Linked DNA regions of Mus musculus: regions 2, 3 and 4 are each linked to region 1. Evidence: chromatin contacts called from public promoter capture Hi-C data. All regions are on one chromosome and are shown on one strand. Each heading gives the region's core, a stretch centred on a gene start, on an enhancer-like site or on the middle of the called end of the contact. The rest is flanking DNA. Distances are from core to core; before and after follow the strand shown.

Region 1 (7,285 bases), core at 2,676-5,175:
AGGACCATGAGTTTTAGGCCAGGCTGGGCTACACATTGAGACTCTGTCACAAAAACCTCTAATGTTATAGTTACATTCAAAGGGAAGGAAGGCACTTTTAAAAAGTAGACATTTCACTCCCGAGAATCAAATAACCCTATTAAGAAATGGGGTAAAGAGTTAAACAAAGAATTCTCAACTGAGAAATACTGAATGGCTGAGAGGCACATAAAGAAATGTTCAGCATCCTTAGTCATCTGGGCAATGCAAGTCAAAACAACCCGGAGATCCCACCTCACACAGTCAGAATGGCTAAGATCAAACACTCAGGTGACAGATGCGGGCGAGGATGCAGAGAAAGAGGAACACTCCTCCACTGCTGGCGGGATTGCAAGCTGGTACAACCACTCTGGAATTCAGTTTGGAAATCCTCAGAAAATTGGATATAGTACTACCTGAGGACCCAGCTATACCACTCCTGGGCATATACCCAGAAGATGTTCCAACATGTCATAAGGACACATGTTCCACTATGTTCATAGCAGTCTTATTTATAACAGCCAGAAGCTGGAAAGAACCCAGATACAGGAATGGATACAGAAAATGTGGTACATTTACACAATGGAGTACTACTCAGCTATTAAAAACAATGAATTCATGAAATTCTTAGACAAATGCATAGAACCAGAAAATATCATCCTGAGTAAGGTAACCCAATCGCAAAAGAACACACATGATATGCACTCACTGATAAGTGGATATTAGTTCAAAAGCTCCAAATACCCAAGATACAATTCACAGACCATATGAAGCTCAAGAAGAAGGAAGCCTAAAAGTATGGGTGCTTTGGTCCTTCTTAGAAGGAAAACAAAATACTCACAGAATCAAATATGGAGATAAAGTGTAAAGCAGATACTAAAGGAAAGGCCATCCAGATACTGTCCCACCTAGGGATTCATCCCATATACAGTTACTAAACCCAGACACTATTGTGGATGCCAAGAAGTGCATGCTGACAGGAGCCTGATATAGCTGTCTCATGAGAGGCTCTGCCAGAGCCTTACAAATACAGAGACAGATGCTCTCAGCCAACCATTGGACTGATCTCCGGGTCTCCAATAGAGGAGTTAGAGAAGGACTGAAGTAGTTTAAGGGGTTTGCAACCCTATAGGAAGAACAACAATATCAACCAACCAGACCCCCCAGAGCTCCCAGGGACTAAGCCATCAACCAAGGAGTACATATGGCTCCAGCTGCATATGTAGCAGAGGATGGCCTTGTCAGGCATCAATGAGAGGAGGGGTCCTTGGTCCTATGAAGGCTTGATAGATGCCCCAGTGTAGGGGAATCAAGGGCAGGGAGGTGGGAGTGGGTGGGTGGGTGGAGTAACACCCTTATAGAAGCAGGGGGCGTGAGGACAGGGAGGATAATATTTGAAATATTGTAAATAAAGAAACTATCCACAAAAAAAGTAGACATTTCAAAACACTTGTACAACTACATTTCATGAATTATATTTCACAATTATTGAGTGTAATTATTCGTGGGGTGGCCTAGCGTTTTGAAATGACCTTAGACAGGTGCACTAGACACTCACATAGATCTCTGTTTGCTGAGGTCTGAAGTTCCACTGGAGACTGGCATGAACGTCAGCATTGAAGGTGACCTTAATGACCCGGTCCTTGACAGGCACCATGTTCTCGATCTGGTCTGAGGAGTGCCCGGCCACTGCTGATCCTCCAAGTCCAGTAGTCTACAACAGACACTGCATATGGTAAACAGCAGGGTTTAGATCTTCACGGACTTACTGCAGAAAAGTAACATTTGGAAAGCGATTGAATGTTCTACTTGGAGCCAAACTGTATGCTACCTCTGGCCATTCTTGTAACTGCATCAACGGTTTGCCTATATTTGTTAAAGTGATTCCTACTTTTGAAAAGCAAAATTTGAAGACAAACTATTAATCTCTGAGAGGATACCAAATATTTTCAAGTGTAACTTTCATTAAACACAGTCCCCTTCGCTGGCTAGTATATTTTACATAAACTATTATTCACTTAAAAAGTTGAACCAAACCTGGTCATTTTAACTTAAACAAGGAATCCATGTTCCTGTGTATACTTTTCTGTACCATGGGTTTTATAGTTCAAATTAAGTTCATAACTTTATTCTTATATTCTGCTTTCCTAGGGCATCATGACTGTTTTCCCACTTGGGAGATTAATGTTTTCCTGCCTCTTAGCTGTAATTCTCTGCATACACACCTATTTACCCTTCATCACAGTTAATGAGGCCCTGACTTTCTTCCTCTTGTCTGGCTACCCTGCCCGCCAACTACCCTAAAGTAGCAAAAGAGTAATTTGTGTCTGACGTTTCCCCATCACCATTATTTCCTCATTAGAGGTAGAGGTGGTGTTACTTCCAAGGTGTACACACTGCTGCCTGAGGTTATCACAATTCTCACTGCCAGATAATTCACCTTTCTTACACCAGAAAAACAAAAAGCCGAATGAGGCTAAAGGAAGATGCAAAAAAAAAAAAAAAAAAAAAAAAACCCTACCATATTAATATTTTATTATCTTTCTTTCACTTGTTACACACGTTACTTAGCTTTTTCAATTTCTCTCAATATTGTCAAATTAAACTTTAATCCTAAAAGAGAAATCATAAATTTGACCTTAGTTAACAGGTAAGGATATGATTCTGTTTCAGAGACTCAGTTTTAAGATGAACTATTTTTTTTTTCATAAAGGATTTAAATCCGCTGAAGAAAAAGCAAGTTAAGTGTTCCGTCTTTCAATAACAAAACAATTCCTTATATATTCTAGGGACATGTTATTGAAGTTTCTCAAGTTTGGTGTTTAAACTAAAAGGTAGAAAACAGAAAAATAATGTCCTGGGCTCAAGCCTATATTACTGAGTCTGTCACAGTTTTCCTGGGTTACATTTTAATTTGCTCATGAAGAGGGACCATTCTATGGCTTCCCTTATTTATTTATTTCCTTCTCTAAAACTCGTTGATTCCACAAGTAACAGGGCATTCTTTTGGAAATATCGGTGCTTAACGTGGAACTTGATTTTAGGGTTTTTTTCCTTTTTTTTTTTTTTTAAACCTCAGGCTAACCCAGCCTAGCCTGATGATGCTAAACTAGCCTAGGCTGATGATGCTAACCTAGAATGAGGAAAGCTTGAACACAGGAGTGTCAATTCCATTTCTGTGGGTCTCGGCACCACTGTATACTATTAGCATTTTAGGTTGGACAACTATCTGGGGCAGGGGAGGTGTCCTGTGAACCTCCAGGTATGCGACAGCCGCTCTAACTCACCAAGTGTCAGCGGTACCTTCTCCCCGCGCTTCACAGAATGGCTGTGCTGATAGCCCTTTGAAGGGTGGCACCAGCTCCATCATTACCGGAACCGGCTTCCACTTGCAAGGTTTTTTAGTGACCTTGGGCACGTCCTTCCCGGTCTGGATCCGAGGCGACGCCCCCCTCCCCCCTCCGGCGGGTGACCTCGGCCTCCCCGGCAGGGGGATGGCTCAGGTGGGATCCGTGCCGCGCTTCGTCCCCTCCCTTACCTGGCAGTAGAGCCGATAGAGGGGCACCGCGGCGTAGGAGGCCCCCAGCATGCCCACGGCGGCCGCGGCCACGTAGGTGAGCACCGTCTTGTTCCGCCGCCGCCACTCGTCCTCCTGCGCGCGCTGGAAAGGGTTGCTGCTCCTCGGCCGCCGTGGCGGCTGCGTCGCGGGCCCCCGGACCCCGCACGGGCGCTTCCATGTCCCGAGGCGTCTCAGACCCCGCTCCGCGCCTCCGAGCCCATCCCACCCGGGCCTAAGCACCAGCTCTGCGTTCACCACAGTCCGCCCTGACCACCCGGGCTGCCTCCAGCCCCGGCCACACGAAGCCACCAACCTCCATCCCGGACACCAGAGCCCTCCCATAACCCCCCGGAAAGAATGCCCGCCTGGCGGGGCCGCTGGCGAGATCTCGCGAGACCTCGCGAGTCTCGCGGTACCCGGCTTGAGCCTCCGCTGCTGCCTTGACTACCAGATTCCACAGTTAGCAGTGGCGCTACGGAGGCCGGGTGGCCCGAAGAGGGTAAGTTCGCGTTTTCTTGCTAAGTGACTGTGCCTCGCACTTTTGTTTCCTTGGGATGCTTCTTTAGTTTACTTTGCAGAAAATGCATTTGGGCCTTCGGCGTGCAAGCTCCTCACTGGGGCTTGTATCCCCATCTCCCCAAACTTCGCCAGCCTTTGTCTCGACCTAGCGGCCCCCAGCGGCAGCTCTGCCGCGGGGCTCTCACTTGGGGTTCGCTCAGCCCCGTTGCTTTCCGCCGCTGACTGAGCGCAGGCAAACCAACGTCCCTCTTTCTGGAACACTTAGTATGAGAACCGCCTTTCTCTCCAACACCCCGACCTGTGCATCTTCTCAGCCCCATGGGCAGATGTCTCCCACTGCGCTCATCACCCCTCTGCTGTTTACCCAGCAAAACCATTAGGTCAGACAGCCGCCGAAAAAACCAAGTTTGTTCAGAATAGAGGGACCAGGACAGGAGGGCCTTTAAAGGAGGGACTGAAGGAATAAAGACGTGCATCTTGCAGGCACAGACCCCTGGGAAATACGCTAAAGCTTTCTTCAGTTCTCTAAATGTTCCACAAACAAGGACCAATAAATATTAAATAGCACTGAGAGCAGATTCGGAGGTTAAGCATCAATGAATTTACACAAGTCTTGTCCTTGCATAAGTTTAATTTTAATATGACTTCTCCGTAACCTGATGGCCCTATTTCGTGAATGGAAATCACAGTAATTCAAGGAGGGTAAGAATATAATATGATTTTTGCCATTGCTTGAAGCATAGTAAGAATTTTATAAAAGTTAGGTCATTTCTTTTTCAAAATAATGGTTTGGTTTTATTAATTCTTTGAGGGTATTTTACTCTGTATTTGGGTCATATTCATCCCCTACTCCAGGCTCCTCCCAAAACTACCCCCCCCCCCACATTATTATTATCCAGAGTCCAGGCTGAAGGCGAACTAACTCATTGATGTGTTAGTCTGTGAGTGTGATCGGTGTGATCAATTGCACCATTAAAGAAAACTGACTTTCCTTCTTCCAGAAGCTGTAAGAAGCCAATAGCTCTCTCGTGCCCACCTTTCCACCTCCATAAGCTAGAGCTTATTTCTGATGGCCTCTGTGGGTCTAACTATCCCCACATTGTGGATTGGAACCGAAAACTGGAAGAGCTATCAGTCAATCAGCACGTATTCCTTGACTCTCACTGAGCCATACACCTTTTTAGTTTGCTGGGGACATTCCAAACTAAGTCAGGCACAATCACTTTTGTTATTGACTGCAGCCTCTACTGAAGGACTCAGAAAATAAATGTAAAATAAAGGAATTTCAACTAACAGTGTCTGCTATGAAACTAGCTGATGATGGCATGAAGTCATTGAGAGTGACAATGAGGAGGGTAAAAGAAGGTCTAAAGAGGTAAAAGAAGGTCTTCCTGGGGGTGACATTTGAGCCTACTCCCAAACTGTGAAAGAGCTACCCACGAGACAAAAATCTCACATCGTACACAAGTCCAGAGACAGAAATAAGTTGGATAGGATTGAATATCAACAAAGACAAACAACAACAAAAAAAACCAGGGTCCGTGTGGAGCGTGCAGAGCGAGCAGAGTTAACAGTGAAAGGAAATGGGGTCACAGCAGGTACAGACACCTGATACTACAGAGCTATTTCAGCCATGGCTAAGGGACAAAATGGGAGTGATCGGATATGATTTGATTCACACTGCAGGAAGAACATGATGTAAGTCACACGGTGAGAATGAGCAGGGCAAGGGGAAGCAGAAGTGAGGGGCATCTGCATGTTAGTGACAGTGGAGATGATGGCCTTGAAGAAGTAACTGAATAGTGGCCACAGCGCTGAGGGCTGTAGGCATCGTCTAGGACATCACTCTAGTAGGTGGTCACTGAAGTTACAGACTTCTCTTCTCCCATCTTGGTATGACAGTGTTTGGTCACCCTTTCCCTCTACATGTACTTTCATTCTGATACCAGATTGTCAACATTTTGCTCTCATTTTACTTTTCTTACTGCATAGACTCAAATTCCATATGAGGGGGCTGGAGAGGTGGCTCAGACCTTAAGAGCGTTTGCTGTTCTTGCAGAGGACCTGGCTTCTGTTTCCTGCACTCACCTAGGGACACAGAACTGTCTCTGACTTCAGTTCCTGGCTTCTTCTAGCTTCTTCAGGCACTGCACATACATGGCACCTACACGCAGACAATATACTTGTAAATGTTTTTAAAATCCTATGCTAATGCTAATGTGCTTAAAGCTAACAATATATTTCCTTCAACTATTTTCCCTTTCCAGCTATTGTTTCTCCATATTTTTCAAAACAGCTGTATAAATGTGTCAATAATAGGGTTGCAATCATGACTGCTTTCTTATTAATTGAAAGTGAATATCTGAGGAACAGCCATTTTGATAGCAGTAAAGTGATGTAGGTCTTTCTAGATTTCTCTTTTAATAAAATGAAATAGGTACCAATCCAATTCCTGTATGATAATGAAAAATAACAGCTCATGTATATAAAAGTGTTTTTGGATGGTAGCTAAAATGTTTCAATCTCCAATATTCACTTTGAAATGATTTAAAAGTTATATAAACATTGCAGAAATAATACGTTCCCAACTTATCCTTCACCTGGTTTCCAAGATCTTAAAGATCTCTGTACTCTTGGAGACGAGGGCAGACAGACGATATCCTGGAACTGTAAACTGGATCCTTGCATGAGTGTTGATTACAAGGACACAGCACAGGCATCCATCAAGTATTTAACATCAGCCCAATGCTGTGCTATCATAGCATAGTAATACCATGCGATCACCTTGGCCCATCATAGCAGCACACTTCAGAAACAGGTTACTCAACAAATGTATTATATTTCTGGAAGCTGGAGAACCAAGATCAAGGTGGTGGCTGATTTCTCATAAGGATTCTCTCTCACTTGTGGCAGACTTGTGTCCTCCCATGCCTGACAGGAGTCAGCAATCTTGCTGATGTCTTTCTTAAAGGAGCACTAACCCCTTCTGATCAGTCGGTTGTTCCACCATTATGTTCTCATTTAACCTTAATAGCTCTTTCACCATCTGAACAGAGCTCCACCAGGGCCAGGTTTTCAACCTGTGGGTTTTAAGGAATGTGCCAGTTCAGAACTTCACACCCTGGTGTCCAAGAACTCTGCTGAAATTAATACTGCGTATGCTGCTGTTTCCAACTTAGTTCTAGAATC
Region 2 (7,285 bases), core at 3,329-5,828, 3.7 Mb before region 1:
CTCATTCACTCCTCATTCCTTTCCCATTTTGAATGTCCTCATTCACCAACTCTCTAATTCAACCAAGACAAGCATCTCCAGAGCTTCCAGCCAAATCCAGATAAGATAATGAACAGAGCAGAGGTTCAGCAGAGAGGCCACCAACCTGGGAAACCATCAGGAACATTTATTAACTGATTTGCCTTTACCTTAATGCCTTAGAGAATGGCAGCCTGAATGACTAGCCGACCAGAATGACAGTCTACACCATCATTCACCATCCAGGTACCTTTAGTGCACTCTTTGACACTAAAAAATTACTGCCCAGGTGAGAAAAACAGAGAAGAAGCTTTTAAAACTATTTTGTGATGCTGCAACCCAGGGCCTCACATGCTAGGCAAGTGCTTGATCACTGCTACATCCCCAGCAGAGGATAAACAGAAGGAAGTATCTACCTGACATATACAGGCGTGTGTACATGCACCTGTGTATATGCATGCATGTGTATATGTGTTTATGCATGTGTGTGTGGTACCAGAAGCTGAAATGATGTCTTCAACATATGTTAGGCAAGCACCCTACCATTGATCTATGTAGCCAACTCACGTGCTTATTTCTTATTTAACTAGTGAACCTAGGATAAAATGGACATTGCTTAGCAAACTGCAGCTCAGAATGTTTTGTGTGGAGCTGTCTGTGGCATAGGCTTGAAAAGTGAATAATTACACTAAGTGAGCACTCAAAAATGAATGGATCAGGTTAAGGAAATGCTCCCTTTTGGAAAGAAGTTTTTACTGGAGAGTGAAAGAGTAGTTTACCGTGAGTGGGTCAGAGAGACTCTGAGACAAACAAACTGGTTTAGAGTACCACCATGTAAATGGGGTTAGGTGAACACAGCATGTTCTGGCCATCCCAGCAACCATCATTTACAGACTGGAGTTGGGTGACCATAGGCAGCTATAACTCAGAACCATTGCAGCCAGACAGCATTTCAACTTCTTCATAAACCACTATACTTATTTCTAAAGCCAAAGGGAACATATGACACTTGGATTACAATTGATGTGGAAACTCTATTTTTGAACTTCAACTCTTTAAACTTTATATTTGCAGTCAGCATATCCCATTAGGGCTGGGAAGTATTTTAGACCAGAGGCTTTGGGCATCATTCATCAACTGGGTATCATTCATCATTGCTGAAACTGTGGTTACTAAGCAACCAAGAATTGAAAGCAGTCACCAGTCTACTTTTCAATGTTGAAAAGAGTTGGGTTTTTTTTTCTTTTTTCAGGGTAACTTTATATGTCTCCCAACATGTTGCCTAATAATAAGAAAATAACAATAGCTAACACAAACATAATACTTTACATGTTGGACCCTGTTCTAAAAGCTCTGTTTAATCTTCAAAATATCCCCTTAGGATCTGGGTACAGTGGGGTTTGCCTATAGACTCAGCTATTCAGTAGACCAGGGTAGGAAGAGGGTAACTTTGAGGACAAGGGTTAAGACCAGCCCAGGCAACACAGCAAGGCCAAGTCTAAGAAGAAAAGGAAGAAGGAAGGAAGGAAGGAAGGAAGGAAGGAAGGAAGGAAAAGAAAAGAAAAGAAAACCCTACTACTGTGAATATTCTTCACTCATTTTACAGTCAATGAAGCTGGGTAACTAGCAAGCAAATAAGCAAATTATATAGTGTACTAGGCGGATATTAAGTGTCGTGTATCAATAAAGCAGAGTAAGAGATTAGGAACTGGCAGGGCTGGGGGAAGAGTTGCACAATTTTTAACGACAGGCAAGGAAAAGCCTTAGCATGAAGCTAATATTTAAGCTAAGATCCACATGAGGACTGAGAGCAAACCATGGTGTGTAAGAGAAAAGCTATCAAGACAAGAGGGAAGGCAAAATGCAAAAGTCTAGAATCCAGGCTGTGCTGTTGCTCCAGGAAAGGCAAGGAGGCCAGGGAAGAAGTGAACAAGGAAGCAAGTCAGGAGATGAGGCCCAAAGGTCAGGGAAAGGAGTGCATATTGGCTTCTTCTCACAGTAACATGGGAGCCACTAGAGGACTTTGAGTGAGGTGATCCAACTGTTCCAAGTCAGGGTAAGGCAAGTAGACTAGTAAGGATGCTAGTAGGAAGACTCTGGAACTATCCTGCATCACAAGTGGAGCTGGCTGGCTTTGTATCACAGTGTAGAGCTTGTGAGAGGTAGTCAGATTCTATCTGAACATAGAGGCAGCAGAACTGGATGACGGTACGTGGATGTGAAGGAAAGACAGGGACCAAGGACAGTGCCAAGCTTTGTGGTTTGGTTCATATAAGAGGGCAGGATGCGAAGAGCTGAAAGCATTAGGCCAAGAGCATAAGGCAGGATAAAGGGAATCTAGGAATTCACTCTTGGATTGAATAGATTGGAGCTGGAATTAAATCTATAGGAAGCCTCATCATGTCACCTCAAACTCACCTGATATACACTGTATATCTAGCACATGGCAGGCACTGTGCTGAGGGACTCAGATGTCAGATTCCTTTTTCAGCTCTAACAGTCATGTAGACCCACTAAATCCCAAATTTAGTAATTTAGGAGCATTTTTAAAAACTGAATGGTTTACTTAATTTTCCTGGGGTCTCAGTTTCTTCATCTTTAAGATGGAGAAAAATAACAATATCTCCTGATTACCCTGAGATAGGTTAAGTGTTTAGAACCACATCTGTGCCATAGAGCAAGTTCAATACTTGGTAGCTATTTTTCATCTCAATAAATACTAACAACACTTCTGAAAGACCTGGAAAACAAAGTAACTCAGGCAAGACCACACAGCTAGGCAGGCAGAACCTGCAGCAAGACCAGGCTCATTGTTCTGTAAAACACCGCCTCCCAGTGCCAAAACAGGAATTCACAGCTCTTGGACGCCATGGCAAGGCAAACACAGCTACAAGTGTTTTGACTACAAATGCTTCAAAAAAAAAAAAAAAAAGACTAGAAATTAGTGTCCACTGTCTCCAGGCTGTGGACAGCTATCCAGGCTAGTTTCTTTAGGGAAAGGAGTCAGACAGCTTTCTTAGGAAATTAGGAAATCTCATTTCTGACTCTGTTATCATATTGACAATTGTGCAATCAGGGCAAGACACTCTCTGGAATTCAAATGATCTCCAGTGCCCTTTCCATTCCAAAATGTATGGCTCGATTTACTGGGGGGTTTAAAATTCAAATTTAACTTTAAACTGGCAAAAGAGGCTAGATAAGCATTACCTGAATTAAAAAAAATTAATTGTAAAATGTCAAAAAAGGGTAGAAAGAAATACCACATTCAGTAACTCGAAACTAAAGATTTAGCCGGGCGTGGTGGCTCACGCCTTTAATCCCAGCACTTGGGAGGCAGAGGCAGGCGAATTTCTAAGTTCGAGGCCAGCCTGGTCTACAAAGTGAGTTCCAGGACAGCCAGGGCTATACAGAGAAACCCTGTCTCGAAAACCAAAAAAAAAAAAAAAAGAAAGAAACTAAAGATTTGTTCATATCTTAAAATGAGACAGACTCTGTATTGGGAAGGAGGCAGATCTGCTAGCCGACTTGTAAAGCCTTGGGTAAATTTCTCTAATTGGAAATTGTACTAAGCAAACAAAACACTCTACAGGGCAGACAAATGAGTCTCCCCTCAACAGGCAGCTGTAGGCAACAGCCAATCACTGTGGCATTAAAACAACTGAGGCAGAATTATTATGCAAGTGGCGAGGGTTTTGTAGTTGTTCCTTTTCTCCTGGTCTTGGCTAAAGAAACCGTGCTGGTTTTTTAAGATTGGCATTTGCTTCGTTGCTTATGCTTTCATCTCTGCACGAAGTGTTCTTCAGAAGCGCCCATGGCAAACTAATTCAAGCTTGATGAAATCCAGAGCAGAGTCGCCGAGAATCAAAGCCTCTATGCATCACCATTTGGGCCAAGTTAGAGCCAGGGGGCGCGCGGGGGGGGGGTGGCGTGGGTGGGCTCCAGTGTCCCGGAGGGCGCTGGCCGCGGTCAACCACAGAAGAAGGTATGGTTTGGGGAGGATGCGCTCCTGACTGCACCAGGCAATGGGAGATCGGGGCCAGTCTCGAAAGGGCCACGACCTGAGAGGCCTGGGGCACCAGGCGTCACCTTCGCCTGCGTCCTGGGTCACGGCTGACTGCTCCACGCCCCGAGCTCGCAGCCCTGAACCCTGGGCCTCCCCCGCTCGCCACTTACCAGCCGTTGACCTCATTTTGCGAGTTCACATCCACCCCGCTCTCCACCAGTTTCTGCACCTCCCGAATGTCCCCCAAGGCCGCCGCCTCCCGCAGCCTCTCCTGCTGCTCCTTCTGCTCTAGGAGGGCGCTCATCTTCCCCAGGGCCCCGGGCCCCGGGCCGCCCCGCCCCGAGCCTGTCAGCGCCGCCGCCGCCTCCGCGGCCGGCTCCCGGCCATGGGGAGGGAGCGCCGGGCTCGCCCGCCCCGCTCGCGCCTCCGCCCGCGCCCGGCCCAGGGCCTCGTGCGCCCGCCCGCCCACCGACAGCTCCCTGGCTGCTCGCGGCCCCGCAGGCCCAGGCCTCCTCCCCCACCGCGCCTCCGAAGGCCGGCTCCGGGGGACCCTATTCGGTGTGACAACATTGACCTAGATACTTTTCGTTCCCACCCGCGGCCCCGCCGCCCCGGCCGGCTGTTTATGTAACCACCGCACTGGATTATCTGCTGTGATTCATGGGCTATTTTTAGAGCTCCCACCCGGCAGCTTCCAGCGAGGAGGACAGACACAGGAATAGTTGCGAGGCGGAGGGATCCGACATTGTCGTTTGAGAGCCAGAAAAGCCTTATCCTCAGGAGCAGGCTGTTTAGCAGGCATTAAAAATAATTGGTGGGTTTCCACCCCCACTCCCCCAAGATTAGTTAGCTCTTTTTTTTTTTTTTTTTTTTCCATCTGAGCCAATTTTTACCCAGCAGGACGGGAAATGGGCTGAAAAGGATCCTACTATAATATGCCCATTATTTGCAGAGATAGATGACACTGTTCTTTCTTATTTTTGTCAGTGCTTGGGACCATTCAGCTAGAATATTTATTTCAGCTGTTACTGTTTTTATTTTACCCTTTATCGGTTTTAGACAGAAATTCTTCCAACTTGGCTTTCATGAAGATTAACATTGATTCTAGTTTATAAAATGCAACTCGTTATAGCTTATAAATTATAATTAATTATTCTGAAAGTCATCTAAGGAAAGACGGAGGGCGGGGCGGGGCGGGGGCGGGCGGGCGGGGGGAGCTCTTTGTCATCCTAGTCCTGATTCCAGGCACTGAGGGTAGAGCTATGGTGTGTTCATAAACAGCCGTGTGCAGTACTCCATGCCTAATCTAGTTAATGAGGCTCAGAGCCTTGGTTGGCACTGTTCTACTACCCAATGGGACAAGCAGAAAATATTGTTTTGCTGAGCTCAGGTGCCTTGGAGAGATCCCTGATGTGGCACTGGTGAGAACTTTGCAGATGGGGTGAAAAGATTAAGGAAAACACCCTGGGGAGGCAGAGAGGAGGGCCTGAACAAAGCCAAGATGAAACAGGAAGGGGTACTTTTAGGTATAGCGTCTTTATTTCCATTCTTCGGGGTTGCCCAGGGCACACAGCATGCATTTGTCTTGTTACTGCTTAAGAAAAAGCAACGTCTGTTTATTATGATACAGTAATTCACACAGTACACACTGCACACCAGGAGTGATGAATATCAACTGACTAAACACTTAAATTGACCCCGGTGGCAAATTGGAACGCGGCTTGAGCCTACACTTGGATTTGTTTCCACAGTTTAAAATTTAATTCTCGGATCCAACATAGTGCTCCATCTGAGGCTGATGGGAATGGCATTGAAACTCAGTCTTTAACACAGTCTGAGGGACAAGAAATAGCAGTCTTTTTTTTTTTAAAGGCAATTTAAAAAGATTGTAGCAGGCTGGTGATTTGGCTTAGTGAAAGAGTACTTACCCAAACAAGGCACAGGGTTTCATCCTCAGAGTGGTAACAAACAAAGTCAAACAGCAGCAATGACATTAAATTAGGTGCGCTCCAAAATTCATGGTTTTTTGTTTGTTAAATTTTCTTTCCTTAAAAGAATTATATCGGGCTAGAGAGATAAGCCAACAGTTAGGAGCATTTGTTGCTTTTGTAAACGAGGCCCAGGATTTGATTCTCAGCACCAACATGGTGGCTCTCAACCATCCATCCGTAACTCCAGTTCCAGGGGATCAGATGCCCTCTTCTGACTTCTTCAGGTTTAAGCATCCACATGTGCACATGCATACATGCCAGCAAAACACATGCACATGGAAACAAAACAAAACAAATAAAACTGAAAAGGGAGCCAGGCAGCCACTTTAATCCCAGCACTTGGGAGGCAGAGGCAGGCAGATTTCTGAGTTTGAGGCCAGCCTGGTCTACAGAGCGAGTTCCAGGGCAGCCAGGGCTATACAGAGAAACCCTGTCTCGAAAAAAAACAAAAACAAAAACAAACAACAAAAACTGAAAAGGGAAAGAAACAGAAAAAGAAAGGCGACTGACTGTGAGCCAGAAGAGTACACCAATAAGCATGACCAGCTCAACAGCCCTGCCTCTGGGTTCCTGCCCTGCCTGACAGCCTGCCTTGGCTTCCCTTGATAATAGACTACAAGTTGGGAAAAAAAAAATGGCCGGGCGTGGTGGCACATGCCTTTAATCCCAGCACTTGGAGGCAGAGGCAGGCGATTTCTGAGTTCGAGGCCAGCCTGGTCTACAAAGTGAGTTCCAGGGTAGCCAGGGCTACACAGAGAAACCCTGTCTTGAAAAACCAAAAAAAAAAAAAAAAAAAGAACTAAGAAGTGGATGGTGATGGCACATACCTTTAATTCCCCAAACTTGGGAGGCAGAGGCAGGCGGATTTCTGAGTTTGAGGCCAGCGTGGTCTACAGAGTGAGTTCCAGGACAGCCAGGGTGATACAGAGAAACCCTGTCTTGAAAAACAAAACAAAACAAAACAAAACAAAACAAAATTGGTGACCTAAGACAGGATCCAAGCTTAGGTCCTCAAGCGCTCTTAGCAAGTACCTTTCTGTCTGAGCTATCTCTTTAGCCCTGAATTCACTTTTTAATCTCTTGACTTGAAACTGTTGACAGACCTATATGTTTGTTTTGTTTGTATGTATCTCTTTCAGTGCTGAGGATTCAACCTATAGCTTCCCACATGCCAGGGTAGCTCTCTGCTTGGAGTTCTACTTCTCACCCAAGAAGCTGTTTTTCTTTTTCTTTTTTTTTTTTCAAGATTTATTTATTTATTATATGTAAGTAC
Region 3 (7,285 bases), core at 3,336-5,835, 3.6 Mb before region 1:
TCTACAATTTTCAGGCATTATCAGTAACTAACCTGTTCAAGCCCCTAATTAGGTTGGATACCATGCCCCCCAAAAGTAACAGCCTGTAAATGTTTTACTGGGTAAAGAAACAAACATTAATATTTAGCAACTTTCCCAACTGTGGATGGGTTTAATCCTAAATTCTAGCTAACAGACAACGGCTGAACGTAAAAGGTGAAGGGTTTTCTAGCATTTTCTGAGTTCCTTCTCAGCACATTTCAAATAGATACTGACAGGTTACATGACTTCCTCCTATCACCTGGCTCTCTCCTAGATGGATGCTGGTAGTAGAGGCATCCATGTGCCACTTATATTTACAGGGTGCTGGGGATCAAACCCATGGCTTTCTGCTTTTGAGGCAAACACTCTACTATGCACCACCCCAGCTCTGGCAAACACCGGTCTGACAAACAGCAGAGCCCTGCCTTCCATTATTCCTTTGTGACTCAGTAAGTTGTATCTTTCTTCTTCATGAGCATAGACTTTTAGCAAAGACTTAAAACAAAGACCACAGGATAGGCATTTTTAATTTTAAAGAATTTTAATACAAACTTAATATAAACTATTTCAGTCCCTCTTAACATGTAAGACACTGACTCAAAATACTTTTATACCGTTTTTTCAAGTATTGCACAATATAGGTACAAAATTAATATTTACGATTACATTTTCTTCCATAATATATAGCAAAAATCTTTAAACCTTTAACAGAAAATACATTTTTTTGAAAAAGCAAATATTCGTACATTTTAATTCCACCACTAAAGGAATATCCTGTACACAATTTTCAGAATAGCTGATGTCTTTAAGATGGATATTTTACAATTTCAGTAAAAAAAATACAACATGAAGCTGTCACAGATCACTGTAGTAAAAAGATAGAAATGCAATACCATGTCGTAGAAACAATATATATATATCCTCTGATATTTTACAAACTTTGTACTAAATTAAATTATACAATTAGAAAAGACCAATAAACCCACTTATTAGTGCCAATTTTTTATAAAAAAAAAATTCAGCCATGTCCTTGCTATATCTTAAATACTGTAAGAGGCCATATCTGAAAGTATACTTTAAAATATACAGTCAGTAGAAAATAACTTTGTGCTTGGTTGGCAAATGAAAAATGATGCGTGTTTTATTTTGTAACCAAGCCTGAATGTGTCCTTACTATAAGCTTTAAAAAAAAAAATCTCAAGGAGGCAAAAAAAAAAAAGAAAAAAAGTTCCCCCTTGGGCCGATGCATTTTAACTTGTACGATACATGTTCTCCTTTGTTTTGTTTTTTTAGTTAGCCATAACAGGCTGGAATTGCTGGTTAGAATACTGCATGTTATTTAAGCTAAAATTCAAGCCGTCTACAAAAGACTTCTCGTTGAGGCCTCCGTAGGCCGCAAACACATCAAAGGCATTGCTGTACTGGAGGGGACTGAGGTTGAGGGGGCTGTCACCTGGGAACATTCCATTGGTACTACTACCTTGACCCTGCATGTTAGGAAAAATAAATTCCTTGGCATTGGGAGAAAGAGCAGAGGTTTGCTGCTGCTGCTGCTGCTGCTGCTGTGGCTGCTGCTGCTGCTGCTGCGGTAGTGGAGGCGGCGGCTGGGATGATGACGGCTGCTGCTGCTGCTGCTGCTGTGGCTGCGGCTGTGGCTGCTGCTGGCTGCCCAGGCCCAGCCCATACAGAGAGTGCACTGAGGAAGAGATGGCTTTCTGCTTCAGGAGGTCGTTCACATTTACAGTCAGGCCCAGGTTGATCGGAGAAGTGCGAGCTACCTTGCTGCTACGGCCACTATTCTTCATTTTGGTGGAGCCGAACTTGGTGGCAGCAAAAGTGGCAGTGGTAAAGGTTAAAGGCTGCGTGGACCGGGGCATGAAGGTAGGGCTGACAGCAGCAGAGTGGCCGAAGGGAGGTGAGGGAGAGCTGGACACGGAGGAGGCCGGGTCGCTTATGGGCATGAACACCTGGGCCTCCGGGTTAAAGCTGTTTTTGATCTCCTTATCCAGCTCACAGCCGGTTTCACTACTGTCGTCCACGTACAGCACCTTCACTGGTCCCTTTTCGCCGATCTGGTAGGAAACCTCAAACGGGTCGATCCAGACACTCAAATCCTGTGGCAGATTGCCACGAACATCGTCAATGTCCAAACCACTCTCTTTGGATGCCTGCTCGATCACGGGGTCTACCTTCTCCCCCACGTGTATACATCTAAACCCTGAGCCTTTGTATGGCTTTTCAGGATACCAGTGCCCTTCATATTTCTTCTTAAGAAGTCTTTCAAGCTCTTCACCAAAAATGTTGACACGTCTCCTGGGAAGCTTATTGTACAAGTAAGAAATAATAAAATTGAGTGCTACTTGGATTTCAAGCTGCATAGCTGCGAAGCCACAAAAGTTAGCTTTGTTTCAACTCCTCCACCAGAAAAATAAATTTTTTAAAAAAAAAAATCAGTTTGTGGCAGAGAAACAAATTCTCATTCAAAGTGCTGGTATTAGAAGATTATCCTTCAACCTTCCCGTGGTCTTGTTCCTTTAAGAAAATAAAACAAAAGCAAACACATCCAAGTGAGATCAATGTAACAGCTCCAAAGCTTTCTACCTGAAGCAATTTTATTTTTGAAAATGTCTACTGGGCTAGAAAGACTGGAAATGACCGCTGGAAAATAAAAGGAACAGACCATAAAAAAAAAAAAAATCCTCTTGCTAAAGTTCAAGACAGATTTATAGTTAAAACAGCATTCTACATACCACTTCCCAGCAGGACTTACAGGACCTCCAGAACATGTATCCTTTATGTTTCTTCTCGCACAGTGTTTACTAACTGTACTGCACACTCATCCACCCACCTACCCGTACACTCCACTTTTACAAGTTGGTCATTAGTTTCCTTGCTAGTCACCATTTTAGAAGTGAATCCCTAGTTCCTTTTGGAAACATCACATTTAAATCTGCTTTATGTTAAATATTCGGAAATGTTATAAGTTACAAAATTATTTTTAATTTTCAAAGTACCTGGTACTAAAATTAAAGGTACTAAATGAGTTGTCATCTTGGTAAATGAAACCAAATTATCCTCTCTAGTTTTAACCATGCCAAGGGCTCTCACACTCTTGCTCTTCTGGGAGCCTTTTTCTTTTTTATTGTGTACTGCCCCCCCCCCCCACACACACACATTCTGAAATTCCTCTCAGCTGCAAGTATAAGAAAAACAAGCAGCTTAAAACTCCTATTGATTACTCTGCTTAAAGGGCAGAGTTTCTCAGTTTTATTCTTATTTTTAAAAGCCATCTCCTTCCCTCTTCGGATAAACGGGCAGTCCCTGGAGAGGCTGGAGCGAAAAGGTCGACCTTTAAACGTTTGCTGGATCAGCACTGGGTGGGGATAAGAAAAGATCAAGGGCAAAGAGAGGTATTTCCAAGGGAGAGCTATTTGTACAACGAGGTTGATCAAAAAGGGCATTTAAAATAATCAAACTGGTGTGGATCCGTCTGTTCCATTTTCCATATTCTTGGTGACAAAGGGCAAAGAATCTCTCGTGTAGCCCCCAAACTACACTTTCCAAGCCGAAACCCAAGAGCAGGCAGAGAAAGCAGATTCAGCTGGACTGCTTGAAGGTGCAGCCGAGCCCAGACAGGCTGGGTGGAAGGTGGTTTTTAAAGCAACGCCTTAACACAGGACTGTGAAGAATTACATAAACAGCCAGTTGGGTCTCATTAGATTTCTGCTCACAGCGCTGGGAGCCCGAGCGCTACAGCAGCAGCAACAGCCAGAGGAGGTGGAGGTGGAGGAGGAGGAGGAGGAGGAGGAGGAGGAGGAGGAGGAGGAGGAGGAGGAGGAAGAGGAGGAAGACTACTAGACTTGCTCCGGGAGGAGGAGCTCGGCCCGGGGAAAAGGAGAGCAGGCTCTTTAGCTGCCTCAGGGACGCGGCCCGGGCACCGGCAGGTCGCGGCGCGGGCCGCCCAGTCTTCCCCTCCCCCGCCGTAACCTGACCCTGCCGTCCCCCACTCTGCTCCCCGCTCGAGGCTCCTGGGACCTAGCCAGCATCCCGGAGCACCGGTCCGGGCCCGATCCCTGTATCCCGGCGCCCCCTCCCCCTGCCTGGGCGCCGCTGCCCCCACCCCGGGTGCTCCCTCCTCCCGGTTGCCCGTCGGCCGTCAAGCCTCCGGACCAGGTCCCCGGAGCCACTCCATTCCCTTGGGTCCCCGAGGCCGCCCCTCCACACCCGGGCTCGCAGGACGCTGCAGCCACTCCCTCGGCCCCTAGCCGCCGCCCCGCCGTACTTACAAGCTGCTCCGGAGCTGCGGCCGCCGCCGAGCCGCGGCTGGGCGGGGGAGAAGGGGCAGCGGGCGGGGGCGCGGGTGGGTCGGGAGCGGCGAGGCGACGGGGTGCAAGACGTCGCCACCGCCGGACACGCGACGGACGCCTCGGGCGGGTCCGGGAGCTCGCTGCTCTGGCTCAGGGGTGGCGGGGACGGCAAGCTTACACGAGCGCGCTCGCTTCTCTACACAGCCCGGCGGCCCGGCCCTGCGTCCCCGTACAGCGCCCTCTGCGCGCCGGGCCAGAGCTTCGCTCCTTCTGCCGCGGCGCGCGCCCCGCCTCTCGTTTTATAGCCTCCTCCCCGCCCCCAGCCTCCGCGGGGGTGCGCGCCGCTCGCGTCACAGTCCCGCCCTCCCCACCCGGCACCCCCCGGCCGCGCCGACTCCGCCCCTGCCCTGCCCCCCGACGCCATTGGCCAAGTCCCGCCTGCCCACGTCCAGACGGCCGCTGATAGATGGTCACGCCTCCTGAACGCCGCTGTGACCAATGAGCTGAGAGTCCCGAGAGGTTGGGGGAGGGGTTAAGGGAGGCCTTGGAAGGGGATTGGACAAGGGTAGGGATGGGATGGTAGGGATGGGGTGGCAGGGCCCGGGGGCCTGGGGGTGGGGGGTGGGGGGTGGGGGGGGAGGAGGGGGAGCAGGTGGCGACGCGGCGGGGACCGGCCGGGAGGGGCAGCCGAGGCTGGGGGAGGGAGGGCAGAGTACACGGAAAAGGCTGCTTCCGAGCGAGTGCGACTGTGGCCGAGGAAAACCCCACTCCTGGGCGAGCTAGCCTGTGGGTCTCAGCCCATCCCGGGGTAACCGGGACTCGTGCTCCCGATTCATTGAGTATTAATCCCCGCAGGGCCTAGGCCAACTGCCACCCCGAGAGTGACAACTGCAGAACCTGGGGGTGGGGAAGGGAGGCCACGTCGCTGCACCTCCCGCACAGGTGACAGTTTAACTGCCTCTGCAGCTCCCCCTGGCCAAATCTCCCCGGGTCACCTGGCAGCAGCTCGGACATGAGGGTTGCTTGAGACCGTAAGAAAAAAAAATTGTCTTATATCAAACGTCGCAGAGAGCGACACGCTGCCAAACTGCCTGTGTGACTCTGTGTGCGTGCCCACGCGTGCATTTTGAGAACTTTCACCCAGGCCCACAAAATAAACACGAGGCCTCGCTGAGGAACCTGCGAGAGTTTATGAACTGTGCACAGGTGTCCAGGGAATAGGGACGCCAGGGACTCTAGGGGCGCGGATAGGCGCCGTTTCCACAACCTGCAGCCCAGAAATCCGAGTTATCGTCCGGAGTGGAACGGGGCGTTCCTCTTGGCTAAAAATAATTACTCACAGGTAGCAACGATGCCTGATTGGTCGCACTGGACCTTAGCGGCCAGACGATTGGCTGTCTGGTCTCCAGGAGACCGACGTCAAACTCGGACTGGGTAAAGGCGAGAGAAAGTCGAGGGGGAGCCTCGGAGAGAAGGGGGGGGGGGGTTGGGGGGGGGGAGAAAGCGCAGCAGTGAATGAAACGCCCAGGGCCCTGCCTTCCCCTTCCCTGTCCTGGGCATTCGGGCCATGCTTCCTGGAAAAAAACCGGTCCCCGTGCTGCCTTGCCCTTAAACACTGCAGGGCGGGCATTTCTATGCCTGTCTAGAGGTTAAAGCACAACTCACCGTCTGTGTAGCCCATCTGTACCACCCAGGGCACAAACCCTGGTCTACGCGACCCGCCAAGAGCCTTTTCATTTTATAGATGCAGAAGTCTGGATGTAGCCTATTATTTTGCACTCGGACCTGCTTGCGTGGGTTCCCACCTCCTCTTTTAGAAGGAACAGCTTTGAGAAAGGATATTTCTAAAGTCTCACAGCGTGTGAGAATGGGAGGGTTTGTGGAATGGGCTGAGGGGTGGGGTGGCGACCGGTCAGGTGACCCATTTCTTGTTTATTGCACAGGTTCCTAAAACTTGGGTAGCGTTTTTTTTTTTTTTTTCTTAAGAACATAGAAGTTTTACTCAAAAACGCTTTAAATTCTGTTTTATTTTTAGTATTTCGGCTTTTTAGTTGCAGAGTGGAATTAGATTGTGAGAGCATGGTGTTTAAAATGGAAGCATCTGGCAGCAAAATATTTTAATATAAATTATTCTTCCACTGTTTTCCTTCGTTGTGTGGTTTTGCTTTTCTAGTGTGAACGTTAATTTGTCACTGAAATAAGGCATTTTTAATTCTGTAGTTAGTTGGGCACAGAAATTGCAAGAATCTAGGTAAGATATTTTGGGACTGGCTTACCAAGAGAAACACTTTATCTTTTATGTGCCCTAGAAGCACAATTTATTACCATTAGGCAAATGTTACTGTACCAAACGCTCAGAATTACAGACACATGTGCTGGGCCATGTGTCTTGATTTGTGATTTGGAAAATATATCACTATAATTAGGGAGCATATTAGACTTGGCTGAGATTAAAATGTCTAACTAAAAATAGATGAATCATAATTTTGTTAAGCTTGTGTGTACTTTTCAAGAATTCTCTAGAGGAAACGAACAGGTATCTTTCTCTCTGACTTCTTCCCTTCTGAATTTCTCCAATCTACTACAGTTCAAGATCTAAAGTAGTGAAGCACTTATCTCCTAGGGACTGGTTAAATGCCAGTAACAGCAGCTCTAAAACGTCCGAGTTAGCTGGGAATGGTGACTCACAGCTGTAAATCCCAGCACTCAGTTTGAGACAGGAAGATCACAAGTTCAAAGCCTGCCTGGACGACAAGGCAAGTTCCAGGCTAGCCTGGGGTGCATGTTTCAAAAATAGATAATTAAATAAAAACAGACAAAATTATGGGTTAATTCCAGAACTCTTGAGGGTGGGGGTAGGGAGTGTGAGAGGGTCTCAACCCAAAGACCAATACTGCTATTTTATTCAAGTCTTGCACTTTAAAGGATCCCTCACAGCTAGTTACCATTTATCAATT
Region 4 (7,285 bases), core at 1,273-3,772, 3.2 Mb before region 1:
GCCAATATATATTTGCAAGTTAACTACTAAGTGCTAAGTTCTGGTGCATATTAATGTAAGGGGTAAAAGATTAAAAAGTCGGGCTGTTGAGATGGCTCAGTGGATAAGAGCACCCGACTGCTCTTCCAAAGGTCTGGAGTTCAAATCCCAGCAACCACATGGTGGCTCACAACCATCCGTAAAGAGATCTGACGCCCTCTTCTGGTGTGTCTAAAGACAGCTACAGTGTACTTACATATAATAAATAAATTAAAAAAAAAGATTAAAAAGTCAAAAGTAAACAATAAATTGTAACAAACATTTCAAGTCTAAGAATTCTTACACTTACACACATGAGGGGTGGGGTGGGGGTAGGGGAAGACAGGCAGGTTCGAGCAAGTTCTTAGTAGGTTAAAGGTGTCTGCTCCCAATCTTGATGACCTGGGTTTGATTCCTGGTTCGCACATGGCATAAGTTAAGATGACTACCTCCACCTGTTCTCTGATCCCCCACCCCCACCCCCGCCCCCACCCCCCAACAGCATCCTATCCTATAAATAAATAAACGTTACAAGAAGCATTTGTGAGAAAGGGCCTTCCTTTTGGAGGGGGCATGGGTTTGCAAAGACCATGAGTCAAAATGATGAGAAGGAATAGTTTTGATCATGTATCTTCCAAGTATTGTATTTATTAGTTTCAGTACTATTCCTCCCCCAGGCCCAATTTTACGCGTTCTTAGAAAAAGTGATTTAGCAAAAGGCAAATAATGTACATTGACAGTACCAAGGATATGGTGTTAAAAATGTCCTCATCGCAAAGAGGACTACTTGTGAAACAGTCATGAAACCCCCACATAGCAGTTCCCTGGCTTCCCAGGGAATAGTTTCAACCATCTTTAGTCATGGAAGCAGCACACTTGATACCGACCCAGCAAAGTTTTCAGTTGGCCCTTACCATCTCTTTACTCTCCCCATCCCCCTCCCTCCACTTCCCTGATGTTCTTTCCTGGCATACAAAATATAGGCCAATGAGCAGTGGGTGGGTGAGGAGGATGTGAGAACAAATTTGAGAAGTAAAAAAGGGAGCAACTTAACCAGGACACGACATGAATGAGACTGAAGGGTCTAATAAGGGCAGGCAAGTGAATATCAGAGACTGAAAGAAACCGAAGGTGCTTTCCTAGGCTGCAGTGCGTGGTATATGGATGTAGGGTTAAGTAGAGGTCAGACTACCTACCACTCGTCAGAAGCTGGGCTGCTTTGGGTGACTTCTAGTGTCTCTTCCGACTCTGAAATGTCAGGATTTCTTTTTCACAAAGGAGAACGTACGGATGGTGGAAGCCCACTGACTTGGAACCCTCAAGTAGCAGCCTTGGCGGCTGACTCCCCGATACCACTCCTACGTCTCCCTCCCACACGTGCCCACCCCGCCCCCTTTCAGTATCAGCACCTCCACGTGCAAAATGCCTCTCGGCGCTGGCTCTACAATGGTGGGCTCCGTCTCCAGCCAAGCCCCGAAACTCTGTATGCTCCTGCCCCCACACCCCCGAGAAACCACTCTCCCACCCTTGGCAGCTAAAAAAGGCAAAGTCTCCTATCTAATCTTTCCCTTCAAGCAGAACGGGGTTGGGAGGGAGCAGAGGAAAAACTTTCTTATGTTTTTTTTTCTCCCTAAGAGAACCCTAAGTCAGGGGTTGAGGGGGGGAGGGGAACCCCTGAACGTTTAACGGCCAGTAGGGGGAGGGGAGCTCCGGAGACGGAGGGGGCGTGGGATGAAGAAGCAGGCCCGCGAGTGGGGTCCCCGAGCTGCGGCGTTCCGGGGGCCGGGCAGCCGCAGGCGTGCCCCCCCCCCTCAAACCTGGCACACAAAGCGGCCGCTGCGCTCGGCTCTCACCAGATCCTTTGTGTTTTCCATCAGGGCCTCATGGGTAGGGGCCGTCCGTGCTCCCCGAGCCCGCGGCGCCCCCTCCCCCCCCGCGAGCAGGGGGCCGGTGCCTCTCCCCGGGACTGCGGCGACTACAGGGGGGACCCCCGGCTGGGCCAGGGCCAGCGACAGCAGTGGCAGCCCCCGGATTTCCCCCCTTTTAACTCGGGTGGCCCCAGGATATCAACAACATTAGCATAGCCCTCCCTCCCCAGCGCGCCTGCGCCGTGACCCGCGCCCCGATTGGCCCACTTCCCCCACGTACCCTCCTCTCTCCCCTCCAGCGTGGGACCCTCGGCAGGCGCCGTACTCTAAGGACCGTACCAAGACCACAAGTCGATGAGGTAATTGAGGGCGCGCGGCACGACGCGGGGCTCAGAATCAGCAGGGCGAGAAGTTTCTTTCAGCCACTTCCATTTGGACTCCGGCCTCCCCGAGTCCCTTCCAATATGTTGCCTCCGAGAAGTTGTGTTGGGAAAAATTTCCACTCCAGTCACGCCGCTTCCCCCTCCACCCGGAAGATCGGCCTTCCCTGAGGAACTCCCACATGGGGCGGGGCCGCCGGACGGAGTGGGAGTGACGTAGCGCGCGAGCGCCGGTCACGTGGCTTGCGGCGGCGCAGACTCCTTCCGGCTCCCCGGGGCCGGGCCGAGGAGAAGAGCGAGCCGCCCCGGCACATGCGCAGTGGTACTCCACGTGAACGTCGGCGTTTTCCCCTCAGCCCTGAGGATGCCGCCCGAACGCAAGAGCCGGACGAGACGAGACCGGAGAGCCGGCGCAACGCCGGGGAGGAAAGCCAGACCCGGGAGCGGCAGCACGCCCGCAAAGGCCGCCCGTTCATCCCAACGGACACAGCCGGCCGAGCCGAGGGCGGCCCCTAGCGCGGGATCCGCGGCGGCGGCGGCAGAGGAGGAGGAGAGCCGGCTCCGGCAGCGGAACCGCCTGACGCTAGAGGACGATAAGCCGGCCGCCGAGCGTTGCCTGGAGCAGCTCGTCTTCGGCGATGTCGAGGACGACGAGGACGCGCTGCTGCAGCGGCTGCGGAGCTCGCGGGTGAGGAAGGCCTGCCTGCCTGCCCGCCTGCCTGCCTGCCGAGCGGGCACACGCTCTGGCGGGGCGCGCGGCGGGAGGCGAGGCCCCGGGGGCGGAGCCTGGAGGTGGGGGGGACCTGTGGCGGCGAGTGCTCAGGTGGGAGGGACCGGCGACCGCGGGCGCCGAGGGGCGCCGTCCGGCTCTTTCGCCTCGGGTTCTGGGCTGCTGGCTGGCGAGGGCGGGGACGCTGCCTTTCTCCGCCCCAAAGGGGCTGCGGCGCTTCGCATCCAGCAGGCGCTCAACTGTCGGCTTGGTTTGCCAAAGGATGTCTGCAAAGTAGAGTCGCTCATCTTCGGGCTCTTACACCCTCTGCTGGAACCACAGGGGTGACCGTTTGATCACCTGTCGCGACTCCGCGTAGTGGATGGAACCAATACGTGGGCAGAAGGCGTAAAGCTGCATTTTAATAACATCGCGGGGTGATACCCACGCCCAGCTTTTGAGAACGATCAGTGTGTATTCATCTCTAACCTTTCTTTGGTTGCTAGCTCTTGTAACAATTGCAAATCCTTCCTGATTGATGCTCTTTGCGCTATTATTTTTGTTCTATACCTGGTCCCTGGACTAAGGGTAGAGACACAGCAGTGGAGGAATCCCACAAGAACCCCTCTTGGAACTTGTGTTAGTAGTGGTAAAAAAGCAAGATAAAAGAGACAAGACTAGTAAAGTTAAAGTATGTTGGTGGAGAGGAAAATGAAAACATTTGAGAAAGGGATTTAAATATATGTGAAGACGTCTTTTAGATAGGGTAAGCTGACTGACTCAATGGGAATATCAGCATTTGCTTAGTTCACCCTTTGTGTGGGTGCTTTGATGGAGAGCTGCAGCAGCCTTCTTTGGGAGGTGGAGACCAGTTATGTTAAGAGCTGTGGGACAGTTCTGTATCCAAAGGACTCACTTGATGGGCTTTGAAAGATCTTAAATCAGCAGTGCTGGTGGATACTGCAGTTGGCTCCTTGGACACTGCCCTGTAGGTTGGGAGAAAGCTCAGATCATTTGAAGGGTTTTTTTTTTTTTTTTTTTTTTTTTTGAGTGCTAGGTTTAGGTTTCGAGTGTGTGGGTGTGGTATAAAGTTTGAAGAAGGTGGAGATGGAGCACATAGAACAAGAGATACTCCTCATGAGGCTATGAGACACAGCCTATGTTGTGTGGGATTCTAGTAGGCCCCGGGCTCTGTAACTGTTGGGCTTTGATGCTTGCTCTTTACCTGCCGGCGGCTTACCTTTTACCCTTGTCTACTGCGGTCTTTAGCTTTCCGTGCACTTCCCCCCCCCCCCCCCCTTCTATCCTGCCTCACCTGTCCTCATGGTGGTTCTGATCTCCTTTCCTGCGTGCTCCTTCAGCATGTGCTGTGGTTGTGTTCCATCACATTATTTCATCAGCACACCAGGAAAGCAAAAGCATTCTATAGGCTATTGTAGTATAAGGAGTGTGTGTGCGTGCATGTGCTTGCGTGTGCGCTAGCAACTTGTTGGAGAATCACAGTGGTTTGACGATGGTGTGTCTCTGTAGGGTCAGCTACATGGAAGCTCAGATGAATCGGAAGTGGAAAATGAAGCAAAAGACATTTTTTCTCAGAAGAAGAAGCAGCCAGTTTGGGTGGATGAAGATGATGAAGATGAGGAAATGTAAGTTAGTCATTTTGTTCAGAATCCCTCTGGATACTTTAAAAGTTAACTTGTAGATTTTTACAAATCACTGCCTGGGAAAGTATGACTATATGAATAACCAAAACATTTGGTGCACAGGAAAAAGGTTCATAATTCGTATCTGAGAGAAAGGTACTCACTGTTTCATTGCACAGCTCATTCCCTGCCTGTCTCGTGTGCAGGATGGACTGCTTAGATAATCATTTCAGTTACATCTTAGCTTCCTTCCTCACTGGATGGTTCCTGACTACCAAGGGCAAGTTTGGAATCTACCTCTTTGTAAAATGAGTGTCAGAACAGTGGCTGTCACAGAAGTCCGTTGGACTAAATGATGCATAGAGCATTTCTAGCCTGGTGCCTGGACTGAGTAAAGGCTTCAGGTAAAGCTAGCACGCTGTATTTGCTTTCTCTATGCAAAGTTATATTGGAAGCAAGGGGAGTTGTTCCTTGTATGAACCAAGTACAAATTTACTGATCAAATGAATTTTCTATTTTTCTGCTTTAAGACTACGGAAAAACATTTTTATGAATAAGCTTTTTTGTTTTTCAAATTTCTTAAATGTGTAGTATTTGATCAGAGACTAAGAACTTAGTTTCTCAGGAGAAGTGTGAATTTCAGTCTTATGATCAGTGAGGGTTCTTTTGGGGGTGTGGTGGGGGGTGCTTGTAGACTTTCTTAATTTGACAATAGGAAAGCAACCCTTCTTAAATTGTGTTGAGGAAAATTGATGGTGTGATATATATGTTCTTTATTATCTTTGTTTACTAAAGAGCTTAGTGTCTCAGCTTTCTTACATACTGAGTTTCGATAGGCATTTGAAACTTTGATTTGCTATAGCTGAACCCAGGCTGTTCGTGCTAAGGATGAAGTTGCTGTTGAGCTTTACAGCTTGTTCACTGCCTGTTAACTGCATGTTTTCTTTACCTTTTTCTTTTTCAAGACAGGGTTTCTCTGTGTAGCCCTGGCTGTCCTGGAACTCACTCTGTAGAGCAGGCTGGCCTCACACTCAGAGACCGGCGTGCTTTTGTCTCCTAGGTGCTGGGGTTAAAGGCATGGGCCACCATGCTTTTTTCAGCCAGATTCTTTCACCTTTCTTGTGAACAGAGATTTTCGAGTTTTAGATAGTCAGATCTTGATTTATTGTTTTTATTCTTGTTATTTAACTGTAAAATGCCATTTATTAGAAAGACTGTCACTTGCCAATAAAATACAGGCAGTATTTGATAGTTTGCTTTTTGTGTATTTGACTTGCCCAGGATATTTTGGAGAGAGACTTGAATAGTGTCTAGGTAATTCAGGATGCATTTTCTCAGATATTTCCAGAATGTGTGAGAGAGTCCAGACGAATGGGAAAGGTATATATGAAACACTCCACATCTTACACTATTTAACTTTAGTGTTTTAGTAAATGTTTTTTCAGAATACTAAGGTAGCTCTTCACAATTTAGAATGTTTGTTCTTTACTTCACAGAGTTGACATGTCGAACAATCGGTTTCGGAAAGATATAATGAAAAATGCCAGTGAAAGTAAACTTTCAAAAGATAAACTTCAAAAGAGACTTAAAGAAGAGTAAGTATCCTCTCTCCTGTGGCTTATTTACCAAGAGGTACAGCAACAGCCCCCCCCCCTTTTTTTTTTTTTTGCTTTGCTTTGCTTTGTAATGGCTTTTGGAATAGTCATATATTCCATGAAATGTAGGCATTGTTTGCCTGGTGTCTTCATGTAAGTATTTTGGGCAGGAATTACAACAAATACAGGTATTTTGAAGGAAAAATAAAACCACAAAGCTTGAAATACTATCACATATAGTCAGTAATACTGTTGTGTGGCCATTCATTTGTATGTAGTAAGTTCACTCTACTAAAACCCTTTCCCCCAGAGACAGGATCTTACTGAGTAGCCCAGTCTAACATCAAACTTGTAGGTTCTCCTGCCGTAGCCTACTGAGTACTGGAGTTATTGGTAAGCAGCACTATGCTTGCATTTCACCAGGATATGAAAAATTTTAAAAAATGGAATTACTCATTATATATGGGCTCAACTTAAAAAATAAAACTTTTGCCCTGTTGGCTTTATTTATTTATTTGTGTTTCCATAGTCTGTGAGAGTAAGATGTGAGTAATGTGACACTTTGTACCTGAATTCCTCTGTGGGAATCAGAAACCATATGATCAAGGAGGTTTTCTTTCATTTTCAGTATCATGTCTAAGAAACTAGCAGCTGACCAATTAATATTAAGTTCTGTTGACTCTCATAATCCACCAATGTACTTACCTTCATTGCTTTTTCTTTAACATAATGATTTCATTATTTGTTTTTGTTTGTTTTAAAAAAATGTTCACTCCTTACTGTGTATGAGAGGTCAATAGACAACTTCCTGGAGTCAGAAAGTTTTCTCTTTCCACCATATGGGTTCCAGGGATTGAATTTAGGTCATTAGGCTTGGTGACAAGTACTGTTATTACCTGCTGGTAGCCAGAGGAGTCTTACCCCACCTTCTCCCAGTCTCTCATTGCCTGGGCTGGCCTCGGCCTCACTATAGAGCTGAAGATGATCTTGACCTTTGATCATCCTGCCTGCCTGCTTTTTCCAAGAGTTGGGATTACAGGTGTATGTTGGGTATGTATGTATGTATGTATGT

What was found. Promoter capture Hi-C pulls out the DNA fragments that hold promoters and counts their contacts.
Region 2: a contact with region 1 is called in a promoter capture Hi-C map of pre-B cells. The contact joins the promoter of Ankrd40 here to the promoter of Cox11 in region 1. A contact is called at or near these places in 2 of 39 promoter capture datasets (cranial neural crest and pre-B cells).
Region 3: a promoter capture Hi-C map of pre-B cells shows a contact between it and region 1, with 4 times the contacts expected there. The contact joins the promoter of Tob1 here to the promoter of Cox11 in region 1. A contact is called at or near these places in 3 of 39 promoter capture datasets (cranial neural crest, hippocampal neurons and pre-B cells).
Region 4: a contact with region 1 is called in a promoter capture Hi-C map of second pharyngeal arch cranial neural crest. The contact joins the promoter of Utp18 here to the promoter of Cox11 in region 1. A contact is called at or near these places in 7 of 39 promoter capture datasets (the C10 cell line, cranial neural crest, frontonasal cranial neural crest and 4 more) and 5 of 484 Hi-C or Micro-C datasets (B cells, embryonic stem cells, nephron progenitors and 1 more).

The regions. Positions count from the first base shown.
Region 1 is chr11:90,634,824-90,642,108 of GRCm38.p6, reverse strand. Cox11 (cytochrome c oxidase assembly protein 11, copper chaperone) reads right to left here and starts at 3,925. Exons shown (of 4, transcript NM_199008.2): 1 at 3,557-3,925; 2 at 1,577-1,732. The coding sequence starts at 3,919. Stxbp4 (syntaxin binding protein 4) reads left to right here and starts at 4,001. Exons shown (of 18, transcript NM_011505.2): 1 at 4,001-4,076.
Region 2 is chr11:94,325,294-94,332,578 of GRCm38.p6, reverse strand. Ankrd40 (ankyrin repeat domain 40) reads right to left here and starts at 4,578. Exons shown (of 5, transcript NM_027799.2): 1 at 4,192-4,578. The coding sequence starts at 4,325.
Region 3 is chr11:94,208,754-94,216,038 of GRCm38.p6, reverse strand. Tob1 (transducer of ErbB-2.1) reads right to left here and starts at 4,585. Exons shown (of 2, transcript NM_009427.2): 1 at 4,308-4,585; 2 at 544-2,553. The coding sequence starts at 2,399. The coding sequence ends at 1,311.
Region 4 is chr11:93,881,003-93,888,287 of GRCm38.p6, reverse strand. It overlaps Utp18 (UTP18 small subunit processome component), which reads left to right and starts at 2,522. Exons shown (of 14, transcript NM_001013375.1): 1 at 2,522-2,954; 2 at 4,506-4,621; 3 at 6,115-6,213. The coding sequence starts at 2,631. Mbtd1 (mbt domain containing 1) reads right to left here and starts at 2,117. Exons shown (of 16, transcript NM_134012.4): 1 at 1,872-2,117. RefSeq lists enhancers at 2,205-2,238, 2,251-2,293, 2,488-2,520 and a cis regulatory region at 2,500-2,507.